2 separate regions of the Mus musculus genome follow, and region 2 is linked to region 1. A link is a contact called in public HiChIP or PLAC-seq data. All regions are on one chromosome and are shown on one strand. The core of a region is the stretch at or near the end of the contact, and the rest is flanking DNA. Distances in the headings are between cores, read along the strand shown.

What was found. HiChIP or PLAC-seq counts read pairs in DNA pulled down with a chosen protein or histone mark.
Region 2: a contact with region 1 is called in a BATF HiChIP or PLAC-seq map of CD8 T cells, with 6 read pairs. The contact joins the enhancer-like site here to the promoter of Cd80 in region 1. A contact is called at or near these places in 1 of 15 datasets of contacts at CTCF or cohesin (large pre-B cells), 7 of 484 Hi-C or Micro-C datasets (the C2C12 cell line, CD8 T cells, differentiating embryonic stem cells and 4 more), 6 of 115 datasets of contacts at active chromatin or transcription factors (CD8 T cells, the HPC-7 cell line, effector CD8 T cells and 2 more) and 3 of 9 other capture datasets (adipose tissue, liver and pancreatic islet).

What each region holds. Positions count from the first base shown.
Region 1 is chr16:38,457,590-38,460,272 of GRCm38.p6, forward strand. Cd80 (CD80 antigen) reads left to right here and starts at 1,344. Exons shown (of 5, transcript NM_009855.2): 1 at 1,344-1,700. The coding sequence starts at 1,592.
Region 2 is chr16:38,502,337-38,505,019 of GRCm38.p6, forward strand. It overlaps Timmdc1 (translocase of inner mitochondrial membrane domain containing 1), which reads right to left. Exons shown (of 7, transcript NM_024273.2): 6 at 226-336. Among named protein-coding and RNA genes, the nearest start is that of Timmdc1, 19 kb to the right of the region's middle. Within about 2 kb of position 1,370, at least 16 of the 459 cell types and tissues checked have an H3K27ac peak or open chromatin away from gene starts, as enhancers often do. A contact at or near this core is called in CD8 T cells and regulatory T cells, where this site is marked.

The sequences.
Region 1 (2,683 bases), core at 94-2,593:
GCTATCTTCAGCCTTATCATATGCATATTTTGTTGTTGTTGTTGTTGTTGTTGTTGTTGTTAAAGACAGGGTCTCATATATGCCAGGCTGGCCTCAAACTTTCAGTGTAACCCAAGATAATCTGGAACTCCCGACTCCTCTGCTCCCACCTCTCCAGTGCAGGACACTGTTTATACCGTGCTGGGGAATTGAACTCAGAGCTCCCTGCATGTCAGCTAAGCATTCTACCGACCAAGTCCCATGCCCAGTCCCTAACTCCCCAACTTCACTGCTTTTTAAACATACATACAATCATAACTTGCCCTCAGAGCAGTCTCCTGGGGTCTCTTATTCTCAAGGCTGCGGCATTCCAACACTGTTAGAAAAACACCATCAGGATTCTTTTGTGTTTCCTAGATGCAAACATTTTTGTAGGGCGAAGTTGAGGTTTTTCTAATCAAGAAAATGCCGGTAACAAGTCTCTTCAAGCTAACTGGTTGGCTAAGGGGTATCTCTCCAAAAGAAGAGATCCACATGTCAGGCCAGTTGTAGGCATGATGTCTGTCTCCCTCCCTTTCTTTCTTTCTTTCTTTTTTTCTTTCTTTCTTACTTTCTTACTTTCTTTCTTTTCTGTTTTTTGGTTTTTCGAGACAGGGTTTCTTTGTATAGCCCTGGCTGTCCTGGAACTCACTCTGTAGACCAGGCTGGCCTCGAACTCAGAAATCTGCCTCTGCCTTTACCTCCTGAGTGCTGGGAATTAAAGGTGTGCACCACCATGCCCGGCTGGGATGTCATTCGTTTTCATTTCTCAATTTTGATACTTTATGGAAGAAAAAAGAAAAGATAGACAAGCCTCTTCATGTAATACTCCATAGTCTCAATAAGTGGTGTTCGTAACGTGGCTTCTCTTTCCTTACCTTTTACTGGTAGATTTCTCGGTTGATTGATGTCCCTGTAGGACTTACTGGGTTTAAGATTCTTGGTTTCCTGTTTTAAGATATAAAGAAACCATTTCCTAACTAAAACACTGCCTTGGACAAATATACTTTTGGCAGTCACTCTGTGTCCAGAATGGAATTTAAGCTTTCATGGCCTAGCTGCTAGTGAAGGTTCTCTGCTTTTTTTTGGCTGTTGTATGTGAAATGGGGTTGGGTGGGAACCACCTCACTGTGTTCTAGTGTTAGTCACCCCACCCCCGCAAGCAGAATCCTTTTACCCAGCTTTTTCACCCAGCTGTGCTCACCCGGTGCTCAGAACAGGCCTGGACAAGTCACCTCCCCTAGAGTTCTGGGGACCTTTGAGTTGCCCTCATGGCCACACCCTGATTCAGAACTCTCACTCTGTCGTAAGATAGAGCTACTGGGGAGTTTTATACCTCAATAGACTCTTACTAGTTTCTCTTTTTCAGGTTGTGAAACTCAACCTTCAAAGACACTCTGTTCCATTTCTGTGGACTAATAGGATCATCTTTAGCATCTGCCGGGTGGATGCCATCCAGGCTTCTTTTTCTACATCTCTGTTTCTCGATTTTTGTGAGCCTAGGAGGTGCCTAAGCTCCATTGGCTCTAGATTCCTGGCTTTCCCCATCATGTTCTCCAAAGCATCTGAAGCTATGGCTTGCAATTGTCAGTTGATGCAGGATACACCACTCCTCAAGTTTCCATGTCCAAGGCTCATTCTTCTCTTTGTGCTGCTGATTCGTCTTTCACAAGTGTCTTCAGGTAAGGAAAGAACTTTCAGGAACTTGACTTAAGCTCGCTGGGGTTTTGAGGGAGATGATGCTGTCTGTGCCGTATCTCTCCATTCACTTTGTGACACTCCCCTGTTCCCTTTGTGAACTGGAGAGCCCTTCAGAGTATCCTCTGGAGTACTTTAAAGCTATGAAAGTTCTGGTTCGATGAGGTTAAAGGATGCGGAGGGTCACACAGAAAGTTATACAGCAACTTAAAGCAAGAACTTCAACTCTAACACAGAGGTGGGGACATTGCCATTTCAACAACACATAAAACCAACGAGCAGCTTAGAGCTGTGGCCTCCTTCATCGCTATTAGATGTTCATTTACATCTTGTTATGTGCCAACAGCGTTGGTCTGGGGGTCTGGTTTCCAAAGTGCGTTTCTATGATACAACTTAATTAATGTAACCTACCTCTAAGATAATGTTGATCTTTTTCTTTGGGGTGGGGTGGGGAATTGAGACACTTCTTAGTATGGAATCTTTCTCTTAATATTTCTTCTTAAGTGTTGCTTTCTTCCTCTGGCAGCCAACACCCAAGATGTAGCACAAAAAATTAGCCTTTAAGATATTTCTAACGGGCTGTGTGTTTCCTATGATGTTCTTCAAAGAATATTTTGTTCTCGATGCATTTCTGCTTCTATGAAGGCAGTCTTACAGAAGCTACACTTCCAGGATTATTCAGAGGGCATGGGAGATCTGTGCAAGCCATGCCTCTATGTACTTGGACCACCATGTCCTGCATTACTATTTTTTTAATGGGGTAGCTGACACATGTAACTTTTTAAGGTCAGAAAACAAAAGATCTGCTTTCTAAGGAGTGGTGTATACATTGGTTTCTCACAAACAAGGAGGAAGCTGGACTTCCGGAAACCGGACTGTCCGAGGCCCTGCTGTAAAGCAGCTCACCCAAAACCCTGCCCTGAATATGAAAAACTGTGAGAGACAAGGAGAGGGCAGGGAGAGGGAG
Region 2 (2,683 bases), core at 120-2,619, 45 kb after region 1:
GGAAGAAAGAAAGGAAAGACAGACAGACACACCTAAAGAAACAGCCTGGTCAGATTAAAAAGTAAAATCAGTGCCTTTCATTTTCCTGCTCTCTAATGGTCAGACTTAGAAGACAATACAGACTAGATGGACTGACAGCTCAGGAAGAGCAAACTGCCGCGGCCGGAGCAGTGCTTCTGAGATCCTCCGTCCATTGTCTGGGCTGTGCCTTTCCAGGCTCCTTACCACTCTTCCAGCCTCTGCTCGTGCAAGGCCTTCCATTCCTTCTGCCTTCTCTCCTGAACCGTCTCACCGGAGTACTTCTCCAGGGCCATCAGCAAGCTTCCCATGGGCGCGCTGAGGGCAGAACACAAAGTTCAAGGACAAAGTCATTAGCTTGCTCAACACAGGAGGGCCCTAATCATCTACAGCAGAGCACGGTCAGGTACAGAGAAAATTTTAAGGTAATATTCTTCCTGGGTTGTACAATGAAGGAAAACAATCATTGTAGTTTCTTTGACTGGTATAAAACAGCAATAGATCTAGAAATGGTTTGTTTGTTTGTTTGTTTGTTTGTTAAATCATGTCCTCTGCCATGAGAGCTGGTGAGCTGACCCTGCCCCTCGCTGGCTGCAGCACTCAGGAGAGCAGGTCCTGCACCTCGCCTGGGAAGCACAGTAGAGTCGGCCCTGGTGGAGGGGGAGCAGGTGAGCTGGTCCAGTGGGTGTGAACATAAGAGAGCAGGCCCTGCCACTCATCTGCTGTGATGTGGGGTGGGAAAGGGGGTGATGCCCTCCCACCCCTTACCCCTCACCTCCTGTGGTAGTTGGGAGAGCTGGCCCAGAGGTCACAGAGTGGGAAAGCTGAGCCTGCCTCTCACTGGTGGGAAAGTGGACCCTGCATCTAGCCTGGGCAGCACAATAGAGCTAATCCTGGTGGAGAGGGAGTGGGTGAACCAGCTCCTACAGCATGAGAGAAGGAGCAGCACTTGGGAGAGTGGGCCCCACACCTTGACTGGGCACAATGGCACTGGCTCTGGAGACATGAGGGCATGAGAGTGGGAGAGCTGACCCTGCCTCCTGCCAATGGCAGCACTGGGTGGCTTAGATAGAAGACAAGTAGCCAGGGGCTGACCAGGTCAGCTAGCACCCTGGTCTAGATGTAGGATTCTGAGTTGGGCCACCCTAACTTCTGTATCTTCTGTGAACCGTTAGGGCACATGTAAAGGTCAGTCCTACTGATCCAAAGCTGCAGGACCTCCATGACACAGGACAACCACAGGATAACCTGGAGGAGTCCTCCTGAGAATCCAATACTGAGGGTGTCACAGAAGCCAGAGATCTCAAACCAGAACGATGACTCATTGCAGTGAACATCTGCAAACGAAGGTGTGTGGGCAGAGGGGTGTACTGTGTGACACTGTGACACACCACAGCTTCCACGGTGCTTTCTGTGTGTTGCTGTATTTCCTGTCTTGTTTGTGCTTTTTACTGGGGGAGGAAGAAGCTGCAAGGGCAAGGGTGGATACCAGGGGGTGGGGAGACAAGTGAGACTGGGGAGCATGATGGAAGCTCACAATCAATACGTAGTTAAAAAGACACACAGACACACAGACAGAGAGTGGAAATGCAAGGACTAGTTTATCCATATAGCACCAGCCCTGGAGAGGAAGACATGGATGGGAATCCTTTGGTGGAAGAAGGAAACTACTAGCTTTGAGGGACAGAGTCATTAAACATCTTCATACTCTAGAGTCTGGTTGGTATACCTGACAGCTGCTATGTCACCAGGTCCATCCTAAGAGACTGATTTAGGGGCAGCAGTTAAGAGCACTTATAGCTCTTGCAGAGGACCCAGGTTTAATTTATACTGCTTCCAAGGGACCTAATGATACATACATACATATATATATGTATGTATATATATATATATATATATATATATATATATATATATATATGAAATAAAAATAAATAAATATCAAAACCAAAAAACAAAACAACTTCATTAGGGCCTGGAGAGGAGACTTGAGCTTGGATGCCCAGCATCCATATAAAAAGTCAGGTGTGGCAGCATGTGCCTGCGCTCCCGTTCTGGGGAGGTGGAGACAGGGGACTCCTGTACTGGGGAGGTGGAGACAGGGGACTCCTGTGCTGGGGAGGTGGAGGCAGGGGACTCCTGTGCTGGAGAGGTAGAGACAGGGGACTCCTGTGCTGGGGAGGTGGAGACAGGGGACTCCTGTACTGGGGAGGTGGAGACAGGGGACTCCTGTGCTGGGGAGGTAGAGACATATCAGCCGGGCATGGTGGCACATGCCTTTAATTCAAGCACTCAGGAGGCAGAGGCAGGCAGATCTCTGTGAATTTAAGGCCAGCCTGGTGTACAGAATAAGTTTTAAGACAGCCAAGGGTATACAGAGAAACCCTGTCTTGAAAAAAAAAAAAAACAAAAAAAAAAACAAACCTGTAAAGTCCATAAATCTAGCTATGCATGATATATCATGCTTATAATCTTAGCACTCAGGAAATCAAGGATGATAACAAGGTCAAGTCTAGCCTAGCCTACAGAGCATCTCAAACCTCTCTGTCCCCTCCCTCCAGAAAAGAAAACCGTAATTTACAGTGTCTCCCAACCCTGACAGAGTGGTCGGAAGGTGGGTGGGTAGGAAAGCAGAGAGGAAGGGTAACCCACTCAGAAGAACGTC